Linked DNA regions of Bicyclus anynana: region 2 is linked to region 1. A link is a contact called in public Hi-C data. All regions are on one chromosome and are shown on one strand. Each heading gives the region's core, a stretch centred on a gene start, on an enhancer-like site or on the middle of the called end of the contact. The rest is flanking DNA. Distances are from core to core; before and after follow the strand shown.

Region 1 (7,961 bases), core at 581-3,080:
GTAATTGTGTTTGTTGGTTAAAGAGCTCAGTAAAAATACCTTTTTTGGTAGTTGAATGGTGTAAAAAATGGGCAAAAAAAACATCTAGTTTAGTATAAGATGTATACCACATCTAAGCTCATTATTCCCCAGAAAATGACAGACAATTTTGTTCGTGAATTTGGATGTGGTACCGGTCCTTAGGTAATTTTGGTCTGAGGTGCGAGTGGACCTTGCATCATTCCTATTAATCCTAGCACTACCTACAATACCTACTACCTACCTATTGATTGAAAATGCTATTACAATACAAACATGCAACAATGAAAAGTTTATTTGAATAATTCATTATTCATACATATGATATTTTAATACTCATTCAATGCAATTGTTTATATTCAGCATGAAATTAAGCCTACTGAGCATTATTGTATGCTTATTTTTTTATTTATACTAACTGAAAAATAAAAAATAAAAAAATTGTTCATGATTTTAAATAATCTGGATTTCAGATAAGATTTGTGTTTTTTTTTTTAAATAGGTACCATTTATTAATTACAAAGAGTATTTAAAAGTCCAAGTATTTAAGAATGAATGGTAAATGCTATAGAATGAGCTAAAGATAGGTACATAGAGATTTCAAGATAGCTACTTTCGCAAACTAGTTTTTATAATATTTTCTGTCTGTCTTTCTGTTTGTTGGACTAATCTTTGGAACGGCTAAACCGATTTTAATGGGACTTGCTACTAGCTACTATATATCCCGAAAAAATCCGTGGATTTGTAAAAAACTGAATTTCATTTAGACGAAGTCGCGGGCGTGCAGTACTGTTAGATTAAAAAGGATTTATTAAAAAAACAGGTTTAAATTATTGTGAAAATATAAATATTACAGCTCTTTGAGGAGTCTTTAAAATTTCATACCACAGATTGTTTTAAAAAGCCTAGGGTTATAAAAATATTTGTCGAAAGTACGTGTATTATGTTTCATTCAGTTTCATTCGCATAGGCTAATTCGCAGCGGCAGCGGCGGGTAAAACTTCCTGAAAAAAATCCGAATGAAAACGTGCAAAACATTACATTCCATGAAAGAACATGAGCTTAAAATAGCAATGTTTTTTATACTACTTACGGTTAGTTAGTTTATAATTCGTATTTCTTTTGTTTAACGCGAATACCGAAACGCCGCGAGTTAAAACTTCAAACAAAATATAAACTGCCTTCATTCAAACATGGAACTTAGGAACGATCAATAGACACGCAAGCGAAATAAATAATGAAATGAATAAATATACGTGAAATTGTCATGAAGTGTGCAGTGGTACAACAAACAAGCACTTACTTCGTATTTGATGCCAGCAAGGCGCAGCCATGTTTCAACTTTCAAGCAGTAGGGAGAAGTGGACGGCAACAAAGGCGTCCGTGAGAATTGGTACAAATATACCAGATCTTGCTCAAAATTAATTTTGTGCACATTCGGCTTCGGTGCAGCCGGCTCGGCCTTTTTCTCTTCCACCTTTTCTTCGGTCTTTTCTCCCGCGGCCGGCGTTTCCTCTTTTGTCTGCCCGTTGTCCGCCGCCGTGTCGTCTTTTTGCTCCTTCTCAGCCTCCGGTACAGTATTTATTACCTCGGTAGCCATTGTGCACGAATATACCACGCAAGTCTTTCAAAGTTTTAATAGTTCACGCACAAATAAAACGCGTCTAATACAAATTTTAATTCACCGCCGCTACTCAGAGCGCATTAGCAACTTTTACTGACTACCGCGAGGGCCCGCCACAGATAGTGAACTGAGAGCGGACGCAGAGTGAATATAACTGGTCCGTTGCTCAGCAACGCCTGCAACGCTATTCAATGTCGCGAATCAAGCCACACCGTTCTACAAAATGGCGGCTCTTTCCGAGAATGGTTTTGGTTTGCATCAAACGCTTATTTGACTGTTTAGTACTTGGAACTATAAAACGAAACTTACATTGTAACATTAAGTAATTTATATAGTATGCGCTTCAATTTTAGGAACTCATTATGTTGCTTATGATAGGAGAGTATCTAAACTGACCGGAACAAACATTGATAGCGGGAACATTCAAGAATTTCATATTGACATGGTTCCTGATACTGTGGCTAGACCTGCTATTTTTTGTTACAAGCCGGAATCCCAATATTAACAGAAATAAGCTACGTACTATCATTTTATAGAAAAAAATGCGATAGCCAGATAGATAGATTTTTTAAAAACTGAGAGTTTGTCAGCTTATGCCCCTTATAAGTACAGAAAGCAGGCTTTAAAAGGTAGCTATTAGGTTTAAAGAACATATTTGTATTCAAGAGGTTGGGATTTTCACAAAATCTTGAATTAATTAGTACTTACATTAGTTTTTAGTTTTTTCATGAGTCAGGACATAAAATGCCTATACAAAATTATTGTTGTAGTAATTTACCAAGATATTAAGTACATATAAATCATTTATTTTAATAAAACAATGGTGAACTTCTTAGTATTAGGGTATTTTCCATAAATAATGATTTTGTTCTTCATTGGTATTAAGCTAAGCTTTATCTATGATCTGTCCACTACTGAATATCAATCTGAATTAAAGAAGCTTTTAAAACTGTCGAGCAAGTACAAATTACTAAACTTAGTCAATTATTTTTTTATATATTTGATTTTTTCATTTTGTCACCCAAGAACGTATCCCCTACGATGATTGATTGATTGATGGTGATTTAATTTAATACATATTAGGATAGAAATAGATTCTTATTGTAATATCATATTGCTAGATGACCCAGCAAACGTTATCGCTGGTAAATAATACAGGTCAATGGTAGACGAATCAAAATTTAGGGTTGTAATAACTTTAATTGCCACAACATGATTAAATTAAAAAAAAATGCTTATCCTGGCCGTAAAGGGATTGACCTTATCCTGGCCGATTCTCAGAGCTACCTTATTTGCTCACAAAATTTCATAAAAATCGATCAGCCATTTCGAAGGAGTTTGGTAACAAACACCAAGAATTTTATATATTATAGCGGACCCGGTCAAGCTTCGCTTTGACTTATGTGCACTTTTTCTATCCCTACTCTACACTACTCTACCCCTACAACCCCTACTTTACCCCTCCCTATCCCTTGACCCTTAAACGTTTGTATGGGAAATAAAAAAGGGTTGATTTTATAGTTTTCCTGGCAATTATTTATTTTATTTTATTTATTTATACTTTATTGCACAAAACAAAAACAATAACAAAGAAAACAAAAGAAAACATAGAAAACAAGTATGTGCAAAGGCGGTCTTATTGCTTATAGCAATATCTACCAGACAACCTTTGGATAAAGGAATTAATGTAATTAAATGCGGGATAGTGCAACAAAAAAATATATATATATAATAATTAAAATAGTATATTTATATATAATACATGTATAAATATAAAATATACATAATATATAATAAAATAAATAAATAAATATATAATAAAATAAATATATAAATATACCTGAGTAATAATTATAAAGAAACTACGAATTACAACTATACAGGTAATATTTGAATAAACGACTTTTAAAAGTTCCCAGTGTCTTTGAATTACGTATTTCATAAGGAAGACCATTCCAGAGAATAATTGATGTACGTGTAAATGACTTATTATAGAACTTAGTGTGGCTAGGAGGAACATGCAACCGACTGTTTGTACAAGCTCTCAAATTTTGGCGCTCAGTATTTGAGCCATGAAAAGAAAATTTCTGTTTTAAATAAGAAGGAGTGCAAGGATGATAAAGGATGGAGTATAAAAGAGACAGAATATGCAGTTTACGACGTTGTCTGATAGGAAGCCATTTCAGACGAGCACGATATTCAGATATGTGATCAAACTTGCGTAAACAGAAGATGAATCTAATACACATATTCTGAAGACGCTCAAGTTTGTTGAGCTGTTCTTCAGACAAGTCAGGATAGGAAGAGTCGGCATAGTCTAAGAGTGGAAGAATAAGAGAATGCGCTAAGGAAATTTTTGTTTTAATAGGAAGAAAATTCTTCCAACGTCTAAGGCATCCGATAGTGGCAAAAATTTTATTCTAATTAATCTAATTTATCTCACCTTCAAACCATCCCTTTAACTCCACGAACATTTCAAGACGAAAATAAGATAAATCCGTTATACGTTCTCGAGTTTTAGCGAGACTAAGGAACAGCAATTAATTTTTATATATATAGATATATACATTGTATAAGTGTATTGCTGTTAGTTGAAAATGTGAACTTTCTTTTATCTTTGTTCGATTGACGATACTCACCCACACAAGTAAAAAGAGAGGGAAACTTCGGTGAGTGGTTGTGACGATTTTTCCTTACAGCTCTTGCGGACAACCTTGACACCTGGTTCGAATGATGTTTGTACTGTGTTTGTTTGGTTGTGCTTGGTAGCCAGGTCAGGTTAATGCGCATGAGTTATACGTGACGATTATTGCCAATGTCAACAACGTCCACTGATTAGGAGATCTTGCATTCATTCATTTGTGCATGTTTAGGGCCAGTTAAGTAACTTTTTTTTTTAAATTGGAATATTTGTCATATCTTTTTAATATGGCCAATATTCCCATTTCCCTCCAACTAGTCGGGAAAGACTGTATTAGGAATGGGTACGACAATAGACCAACGGGGCTGGGATCGAACCTCCACCCATCGGTGATGAATTCGACCACTCTTACCGTTGAGCTATTTAAACATAGGTAGCAGAATTAAAGATTTAAGTGATGTATAATTGTATTTATTAAGTATCTTATAACAATACTGGACTTATAATAAAAACAAAATAATATACAACTCATGTATTCTTTATATAAAATGTAATTCATTAATTATAATTTTGCACAAAACAATACTGAATTCTACACAACCTGTTACAAAATATGAATTATACTCAAACTGCTGTGAAAAAACAGAGAAGGCGTTTTAAATGCAGTCATTACTGAAAATGTCATCTTCATACATTAATATAGCGAATATGTTTAATAAATATAACAGTATAATATATCACCGTTACAAAATGTATTATGTAAATTACAAAGGTTTCTTAGTCCAATTACTAACAAAGTTTAAATTTATTTGTTCAATGTTATATTATTTCAACTTTGTTCTAAAATCCAAACATTTGTTATTATTTTTAAATTATTGTAAAATATTACTGATAAATTAAAATTAAAGCTATATTGGTTCCAAACGCTTCAGTCTGGAGAAGAAATCACAACATATGGATTGTAAGTCAAGCTACACATTCAAATTCTCTTTCTACAAACGCTAACGAAAACTAATAATATAAGTGTATGGGAATGGCATAAACGATTGATAGGTTGAATACGTGACCTATCAATAATTTATTTGCAATGAATGTCATCCCCATACACTTTTTAACACGCTTATATTAGCTTCACTTGTAACTACGTATGTAAGAAAATCTTGGAATCTTAATTTGACCCACTTCCCGGTCTTTGATTAGGATGAAATTTTGCACACGCTCTGAGTTCTGATGAAAATACATGACTAGCTAAGAAATTCAAATGATTCATTACAAATCCATTATGGCGGCCTCCCCAAGATGGCGGGCTGGCTGTTTGAAATCCACGCCCATGATATGGATATCAAATAAAAGTGTTTGCTGTCAGGAATGCGACAAAATAATAGTCACGTGGCTTAAATCCAATTTGGCGGACGTCCAAGATGGCGGACAGGCTATTTGAAATGCACCCTCATGATATCGGTATCAAGCGTGTTTATTTAGTTTTATAAACTATTCATGAAATTACTTTTCGAAGCGTTAGCGTTTGTGGAGAGTTGATTAGTAACTTGGTTAGAACAACAAGAAGTAAGGTAAAGTAAGTAAGGCACTAATCAAATAAGTAACACGTTGTCTAAATAAAATTATTTTCCAAAATCCGTTTTATATACACAAACAATTGATTTGATTCATACTAAACGTGATGTACGTCATGACTTAACAATAAATGAAAACAACCATTAGTGATGTATATACATTTGTATATTACAAACTCATGTAATATAACAATTTTGTGATAAAAATTATTGCAATTTTTTGAAAGTTAATTGTGATTATTGGAGTAATGTGCAAATACATTTTAGCCTAAGTACTTAATTTTACATCTTAAACTTACTTATGAAGTACACTTTACTTCATAGTGGAGGACACATATAAAATGTAGGTAACTTAAAACTAAATTAAGAAAACAAATTGAAAATCATGAAAATTCTCTGACATTAATAAACTTCTCGCTCCACCATCAGGGCTTGATCAATTATCATTTATATGTAAAGCACTAACATACGCCTTCGAGTTCGTCTGCATGGAAACCACTAACCATTTTTACTTCGAAGAAAATAATTTTATACAAAATTCCTCATCAAGAAGATATCCTGTAAAGTTGCAAATACCAAAACTACTTTCTTAGTACGTGTATACATCTCAGAAACTCCGTCCTGAGTCTATCTGAATAAAAAAAAAACGTTGCTTATTCAGTATTTCAGTAGTTTGAAGGTGGACTTTTATAATAATGAATGAATATATGTTACACAGGTGGTGTACTTACAACAGCCCGTCAATATCTACAGGTTGCTCGGGAGTATTTGCCATAACTTAAATGTGTTGACGAGTCCACTTATTGGAGCCGAACTACGTAACTAATATTTTTTTAAATAATAAATAATAACGTTTTATGTTTTCATACAAACTAATTCAAATAATTCCGACTATCCATCTAACACACACCTTTATCTATCCTTGCATTTTAAAATACGTAAAACTTGCTGCTTCATTATAACGATGCGTATAAGGGACACATTTTAAGATCTATTTACAAAAGAAATATTATTTACTCCGAAAATATTGATTTTAAAACACATGTTCCTTGAACATTTTAAATTAATTTTCGGTAAAGAAAATAACCCAGAGTTATGGAAAATACTCCCGAGCATCCTGTATGTATGTATAAGAATATGCCTTGGCAAGACAAAATATCAATATGTACAAACAAAAAGATCTAAACCCCCCTCTTAATAAACTGTAGTAAAAAGATGATGATGATAAGTGAGATGCATCAGTCATCGGGTTTTCATTCATCGCTACACGCCCCAGAACGAAGTTGCCAAGCTATACAACTATACCAAACTAGCTTAGAAAAAAAGAAAAATTCGATCCGATCTAGATAGAATACAGTACGATAACTTTTATTACGCTAAAGTCTTTAGTATTATCCATAACTAAAAACAATTTAAATAAAATAAAAAATTGTAAAAAAAGTAACGTAAAATAAAACTTAAAAATAAAATTGATTGTGTTGTATCAAACTGATAAGATATTTCATAGAGTTTCTATTAATCATAAAGCGATTAACACTTAGAAAGTGCAGTGTTGATACTTATAGAATAAATTAATGAGAGAAAATTAATTTACAACAGTGTAAATGTAAGTAAACACACACAGGTCGATTGTCGCTCTATTTATGTGACACCAACTATATATATTGTTATTATTTATGTATACATCTTGTAACACTATTTATAATTATCGAAAAATATTATATCCGCTACTTCGGCATACATTGATACCAACAACCGATTACATCCATAGGTTTACTTTTACCAAAATAATTTCCTGTCAATAGACACCATCTATCTTGCACTAGGCAAATATTATTTGTATCATTTATTGCTTTTAGGTAAACTCCGCTGTATTAATCTTAACAAGATGTTAGAGGGCTATGAAGTTTGAATTCATATGAAGTTTGAATTCATATACTTTAGCTATAACAAATTACAACAACACAACTTGATTGTGCTAAAGACTATACAGCGTGTCCCGTAATTAATGGATAAAACGCAAATGGTAGATACATCACCTAATTATCTATAAGTACTAGTTTTATACCAATTTACACACCTCGATGTGTGTAAAAGTTTTTAA
Region 2 (7,961 bases), core at 3,034-5,533, 51 kb before region 1:
TCGAACCCAGGACCTCAGTCTCGTAAATCCGCCCCACATACCACTGCACCACGGAGGCCGTCGAATCTCTCTTTGAGCGAGCTCGATCACCTCATCGTACTGGAACGTTAAATAGTTTGGCGGTCCGTCTTTATCGGTAGGGTGTTATTTAGCTACGACAAGACTTTAGGAAATATATATATTTCCGAGCTGGGAATCCAAACCATGAAATTTTTTCTACTTTATAATATAATAGAGAGTTTTGACGGAGTCCTTTGTCTTCCCACATCTTAATAAATATTGTAAATTATTATTTTTTGCAATAATGTATTTCTAACATACCGCGCGTAATGCATGAATTGTTTTTTGTAGTACGTGAAATTATAAAGCCGTCTTATCGCAAAAAATGTGATTGGATGATAATGAGATGAATGATAATGAATCCAAGTGTATCATTAATTTACGATATTCTCTCTAGCAGTTTATCATTAAAGACGTAGTGTTCCTACTGGTCCTTATTTAGATTAATTGTCTACGAGAGATTATCACAATGGATATGAAATAAAATGAAAGGTGATGTATAAAATATACTCATTAAGACAAAGAAAGAGAAACAACTCGTATGAAAACAACCCAAAATAGTTATACATTCATTAAATGACACTGTCCTCTGTGATATCCTCTACGACGCACCGTAACTATTCGATCTAACTCGTGTTGACACACTAAAAATAAAAACATACAAAATTTCAATTTTAGAGAACCTAGAAACGAACACTTTGCCGTATCGCGGTGTGCTTTCTTCGTCCGGGAATTAGCCATCAATTTATTATTAAAATTCAATTAATAATATTGATTTTCGAGAATTCACAAAAGTCAAAGCTCAAAATAGTTTAGTATACAAATTTGTGCCATGAGGCATGATAATAAAAATGATTCTCATAGAGATCTAATCAAGTATCTAAACTCAACTATAAAATAAGAGTAATCTGTCTTCGTTATATATCTTCGTTTCCTTTTAAGATAGTTTTAGTTTGTTCGTCTATACGCGGACTTTTAAAGACCGCAAAATAAAATTTTGGATAACTTTATTAGAAAAAAATTGTGTTATGGGCATAAACGAGTAAAGACGATCTCGTCAAATGATAGAATGGGAAAGACAAATGGATTTACACTCTTACGATATACAAATTGTATTCGAGTGTCACTTAAACTATAATCAACTTGTAGCTAAAGATACAGAAAATAAATAACTAATAGAGCTGGTGGCCTGAAATTACAAGATTTCATGAAATTTACTTTTACATAATTATAATAGTTCTAACATTTACTTCATTCCCTTATCGCCAAGTTAGGTTGTTTGCATCCCTTATCACCTCAATAAATATTCATTTTGAAAAATGTATAATATATAAATACATATCAATAACTTTAAAGATTTCAGAATAATATAATATCCATTCACTTGGTGATTCTCCTTATAATTATTTTAATTCTAAATAAAGACAAGAAAGAAACAAATAACACTTATTCCATATTAAGTGTAATTAGTATAAAGATGAATTCATTTTAAATTGATTACCACCAGCTCTTAACTAATGTATGTTATAATCTAAGTTAAGTGGTTTCCATCACCACACACCACTATTTCGCTCATTTTCGCGCTTACTTCTCCTTCTCCTCCTTCTCGGTTTCCTTCTCCTTCTCTTTCTCCTTCTCCTTCTCTTCCGGCTCCTTCTCCTTCTCGTCGCCCTATAAAGAGAAAAGCAAAAATTTTCAACATATTCTATACACCGTTTGAAATGAAAACTGATCTGAAATACATCGTAGTCATGTATGTAAGTTTCATGTTATATGAATTCGCTTGTGGACCAAATTCAACTTTAAAATCTTTGAAACAACAACAAATATTCCAACAAAATAAATCTTCGAACAGTCATCTACTAATATTATAAAGAAGAAATATTTGATTTTTTTTATGTTTGTACGTATTGAATAGGCTCCGAATCTACAGAACCGATTTGAAAAATTCTTTCACTGTGGGGAGCTACACTATCCCCGAGTGCTATAGAAAATATTATTACATTAAAAAAAAATTAGGGATCCTTCTTAAAACTCCAATAATGTAACGTAATGTTTACATCGCGTGCGCTGCAAAAACTATTGGTGTTAGAATAAAATACCTACTACAACTTTGCAAAACATATTTTTTTACAAAAAAGTGTCGCTACAGCATATGCCTAAATATTAAAAAAGGGTAGGGGTAGGGTTGGGTAGGGATAGGGTCGGGTAGAGGTAAGGTGGGAGTAGAATAGCACAGGGGCAGAGAATAACTCAAAGCGAATCTTGACCGGCACCGCTAGTAATGCAATATCAGAAAAACGAAAATACGATGAAAATCGTTGTAGTGATTCATTATTTGAATGTTATACCAAGATGCTCAATAAATACATTATTATTTTATATATTAATATTTTGTTCTCGTTTATTGGTATTAATATAAGGTAGGCTAAGTAACTGATTGGCAGTATTGCAAACAAATAAAAACAAACAAAGCCTTGAAAAATGTTAGTGTGATGTATATTACCTTTCCCTTCTCAGCGTCCTCCGGGAGCGGTTGTTTCTCAGCAGGCCCTGTGCCCTCCTTGACCTCCTTCTCCTTCTTCGCCGGCGGCGGAGGCACCTCAGGGGCGCAGAGCTCCTCCCAGTCCGGGAACGCACGCTCCTTGAGGCGCGACACCAGACCGACGAGATTCGGGAACGACTCGTTCAAAGAATCGCGCAGTGCGTGCTGCACATCCTTATCGATGAAGTGCAGCTGCGCGAGGTTCGCGAAAGCGACTACATCCAGCTGTTGATAGAAACGATCACTTTATTATCCTACTAATATTATAAACGCGAAAATTTATATGGATGTTTGGGTGTATGTTTGGATGTTGGTCTATAACGCCGCTACTACTAAAGCGATTGGCTAAAATTTGGAATGGAAATAGATTTTACTCTGGATTAACAATAGGCTGGCTACTTTTTATCCCGAAAAAATCCATGGTTTCCCGAGATTTGCAAAAACTGATGATTTTAATTATATGAATGTTTGTTACTCTTTCACGCCTCAACTACTGAACCGAATTAGCTGAAATTTGGTAATAAGATATATTATAGCCTAGATTAACACATAGACTACTTTTTATCCCGAAAAAATCTATGGTTCCCGAGGAATTTGTGAAAAACTAAATTCCACGCGGACGAAGTCGCGTCCGCTAGTTATCTATGTAAGGAGCATCCCGCATATAATGTTTTTTTTTTTATTCTATGACAAATTAGCCCTTCACTGTGATCACACCTGATGTTAGGTGATAATTTAGTCGAAGATGAAGAATGAAGATTCACAAGTATAATTATTCTACGCCCGCTGGAAATTGAACCCAGTACCTCTCTATTGTGAGTCACAGCACTACCAACTGAGCTCGTCAAAATGGAAGTTAGTATTAGAACACCAACCGAAGGAAAATTAAATCTCAAAGATTAAGACCTAAGGCCCTGCCCAAAATAAAATAGTATATGTTAGAGAAAGAGTGGTAGACAAAACGATTGGCATGATTGGCATTGGTTGGAACGGGTGTAGGAAGACATGTGTACAAAAGAACTAGACTCCGCGCCATGAAACAAGTCCCGCGGCTAAAACCTGAACTAAAATTGAAAAAAAAATAATAATTATGCCGATAATTTGTTTGTTCAATGAGCCCCATTTTGAAATCCTATAGTTCCGGATCTTCGGGCTATGAGTTTAAAACTTAAACTTCTAATACGAAAGAACTTCTAGTTCCTCAGACGCCATTTTTAGCAGTAGTAGTTGTAGCAATACAAATCGAACGACTATTCCATCTTCATTAGTGCCATTATTTGCATTGTCACGCTACTGGTGCTTAGGTGAGCCATGCACCAGCACTATAATCAACACGATGTGACAAATAGAACGAATGACTGTTTCGAACGAAAAGACATTATAAATTAAATAATTGCTTGTTTAAAACGTCGCTAGCATCGGTTCGTTTCATTGAAAATAGATTTGGACAAGGGTAATTTAAACTCTAACATTTGAAAGCATGTAATTACACGAGTCCGAATCATTAGGTACAACGCCATACTGAATCGCTTAACGCATGAAAAATGAAACGATACCGGGTCAGTACTAAATGGTACGCCACAATGCACGATAAACTATTGACGCGTTAATGTCATGTCAATCGTATCGAACTACCCACCCCACATGAATTATTTTGGACATAACCACTCATTTTAAATTCTATTTTTGGATCCGGTTTTACCGCCTGCTAAAGTCCCGCCGCGCATTTCTGACAGGTCGTGAGAATAGGACAAACATATTCAATTACAAAGGCCTCATATTTTGTCTCTCTCTCTCTCTTTCTCACGTGTACATCACCCATATTCGATCGCGACCAGTCAGAAACGCAATCTGAGCGGTCAGAGTCTAACCATAAGTAATTTTATGTGAAGTACGCCGTCCGCTACGCCCGCTACTTCGTACGCGTGAAATTCAGTTTTTCGCGCGGGAATCGTGTATTTTTCCGGAATAAAAAGTAACATATAAAATCGGTTCAGCCGTTTTAGAGATTAGCCCGGACAAACAGACAGACAGTCAGACAAACATTTTAAAAAAGGTGATTTAGTGCCGTTAAAATAGCTGCAATTGCAGAAACAATTATTTTGAAATCACAGACAAACACTTCAAGTTTATATTATTATATATATTGATGACAGAGACAAAATTAGCTATCAGACACTTATCAGAAACCGGCAATTAATATTTTAATCGCTTATTATAATACTATTTATATGTCAAAAGTAAACAGGCTACTATTTTTAGGGGAGTCCAGGGGAGGGAGGATGAATTTATTAAAGCGCGGAAAATTAACCCAAGAGAGGTAAACAAAAAAATAAACCTTGGCTGGTTGTGGGTCCTTCCCTGACCGAGGCGCGTTTGGAACCCTCGTTACTTTAATTTTAAGTTTTCGACTAAATTACCACCAAATCATAACATAACTTGACTTTGTGCTTGTAAAGTAAGCCTAATTGATATAAATGAATTTGAGGATAACCCTTGCATGTTGTTGAGTGCCTCCCCGAAGTATGATCTTTCAATTTATGGGGAAACGTTTAGGGCAACAAAAATACCAGAATAAATACTGGTAATATAATTACTGCAAGCCGAAGTACAAAAAAATCTGTTTTACACGCTTTCCTCACAACTGTAAGCGGAAACATTTAGCAATTCTTTCTATTATCTATTTTACCAAATGTAATAGGTTCCGGCTACAGAACATTCTTATACTTAGGGAAGAAGTGCTGTGCAAGTCAAAGCGAAGCTTGACCGGGTCCGTTAGTATTACGTAATTATGTGAATGTATGTTTTTTTTATTATTCTTTACAAGTTAGCCATTGACTACAATCTATGACGGTAAGTGATGATGCAGTCTCAGATGGAAGCGGGCTAACTTGTTAGAAGGAGGATGAAAATCCACACCCCTTTCGGTTTCTACACGGCATCGTACCGGAACGCTAAATCGCTTGGCGGCACGTCTTTGCCGGTAGGGTGGTAACTAGCCACGGCCGAAGCCTACCACCAGCCAAAAAAAAAAAGTGCTGTGTGCCCAGTGGATGTGACATCTGCCTCCGATTCCGGAGGGTGTGGGTTTTAATCCGGTCCGGAGCTCTATTAACTCTACAATTACACTTTTTTACAGAATTAAAATTCTATTTTAAATATGACCAATAATATAAATACATGAAAACGAAAGGTCACTCACGAACGAACATCACGAAATATTGAAAACCGCTCGACGTACAAAAGATGAAATTTGAAAGGGAAGTAGATTACAGTTAGTTGATAACATTTTGCGACAGGCCGGATTAAAGAAGTCTAAGGGCAGACAAAGACGTGGGCGTCCACTAGTATTTATATTTGAATGCTACTGATATGGCAAATATTCTTTAAAATAAAGTGATCTTAACGAAGTGGAGCCGTGACAGCCCAGTGGATATGACCTCTACCTCCGATTCCTCAGGGTGTGGGATCGAATCCGGTCCGGGGCGTGCACCTCCAACTTTTCAGTTGTGTGCATTTTAAGAAATTAAATATCACGTGTCTCTAACGGTAAAGGAAAACATCGTGAGAAATTCTGCTTACAAGAGAATATTCTTAATTCTCCGCGTGTGTGCAGTTTGCCAATCCGCATTGGGCCAGCGTGGTGGACTATTGGCCTAACCCCTCTCATTCTGAGAGGAGACTCGAGCTCAGCAGTGAGCCGAATATGGGTTGATAACGAACGAACGAAGGAGAGGCACATAAAAATATAATGACAAGTAAGAGAGGACGTAAAGGTTGTAAGTTCACGACCCTCCGGCACGCCCAGACAACCAGTTGCCGGGCAGTAAATAATGAGTCTTTGGCGCCGCACAATCGATCTCTATTTACGGCTTAGACGGCGAGTAGCGACGCTCCATTCTATTTGTAAAGTTTTGAGTTACGAAGCGGACTGACGGTAGCAGAAATTTCAGGCATACAAAGGGGTGAAATTAGGCGAATTAATGTATCATAATCCCTGCTTTTATACGATTCTCGAACGAAACTCAGCTTTCAACAGCTTTCTTTATTGAAACGTAATCATGATATTATATGTATGTTTAATCTATACTAATATTATAAAGCTGAAGAGAGCTTGGTTTGATTGAACGCGCTAATCTCAGAAACTACTGATCCGATTTGAAAAATTCTTTCAGTGTTAGATATCCAATTTATCGAGGAAGGCTATATAGGCTATATTTTATAGGCTGAGAGGAGACTCGAGCTCAACCGTGAGTCGAATATGGGTTGTTGATTATGATAATGATTGTGTTCAATCTTAATCAAATACTATTAGAAAATCCAAGGGAACGAAGAATAAATAAAAATAAATAGATAAAGATTCTGCTACCCGTGCGACGCCGCATCTAATGGTTATTTGATAACTAGCTGACGCCGCGCGGTTTCACCCGCGTGGTTCCCGTTCCCGTACGAATACGGGGATAATATATGGCCTTATAATATATGGCCTAATATATGGCCTTCCTCGATAAATGGGCTATCTAACAGTGAAGGAATTTTTCAAATCGGACCAGTAGTTCCTGAGATTAGCGCGTTCAATCAAACAAACAAACAAACAAACAAACAAACAAACAAACTCTTCAGCTTTATAATATTAGTATAGATAACCCTACAAAGAATCGCTTTGTTACAGTTACTAAACACCGTAAGACATAAAGGCTATCCAGGTCAAAGAGGTATTGTCATCAACTCATCGGTATAGGGTTTCCCCTGGAAGATATTCTTTGAGCTTTCATTGTTAAAGTGTCAGTTGATTTAAAACTCTAGCGGGGTCGGCTAATGGATGGAACAAAGGAGCCAATTTTTTTTTAAAGATAATCAATATTTCTATTCCCCTCCAGCTAGTCAGGGAAAAGTTAGGAATGGAATAGTTCAACAGAGTGGGGATCGAACCACCACCCCTGTGATGAGTGATCACTCTTACCATTGAGCTGTTGACGCTCTAAACCTTTGATACTGTATAGATTTTTTATATATTTATATTATGAGCCTGTCATAACCAGACATATCTCATTTAATGAAGGCGCTTTGACGAAGGAATTTTGTCTTTGTTTGCTCGTACCATAGGTAAATACGGTAGCCAATTATAGAGTTGAAACTGTGGTTAATGCTAATGGTTGTCACGAAGTCAATTGGTCTAGCCATTGGAGACATAATTCTTCGTGATACCTCTTGGAAAATATAAAAAGAATACGTTTTATTTTTAGCATATACAGTTAAAAATGAGGATCTAGACCCTTATAATATGCTACTTTCCATAGCCTCCAAGGTCCAAACTCCAAAATTAGCTGCCGCACTCCTATGGAAAGGGCTGACA

The links. A called contact is a pair of places that touch in the nucleus more often than the background predicts.
Region 2: a Hi-C map of whole larva shows a contact between it and region 1, with 7 times the contacts expected there. The contact joins the enhancer-like site here to the promoter of LOC112046338 in region 1. A contact is called at or near these places in 2 of 2 Hi-C or Micro-C datasets (whole body and whole larva).

Annotation. Positions count from the first base shown.
Region 1 is chrZ:16,475,763-16,483,723 of ilBicAnyn1.1, reverse strand. It overlaps LOC112046338 (failed axon connections), which reads right to left and starts at 1,830. Exons shown (of 6, transcript XM_024082957.2): 1 at 1,322-1,830. The coding sequence starts at 1,618. It overlaps LOC112046357 (mediator of RNA polymerase II transcription subunit 23), which reads right to left. Exons shown (of 18, transcript XM_024082984.2): 18 at 4,739-7,961.
Region 2 is chrZ:16,529,618-16,537,578 of ilBicAnyn1.1, reverse strand. It overlaps LOC112046338 (failed axon connections), which reads right to left. Exons shown (of 6, transcript XM_024082957.2): 5 at 2,567-2,830; 6 at 1-1,731. The coding sequence ends at 1,645. Among protein-coding and RNA genes, the nearest start is that of LOC112046342, 12 kb to the left of the region's middle. Within about 2 kb of position 4,283, at least 1 of the 8 cell types and tissues checked has open chromatin away from gene starts, as enhancers often do.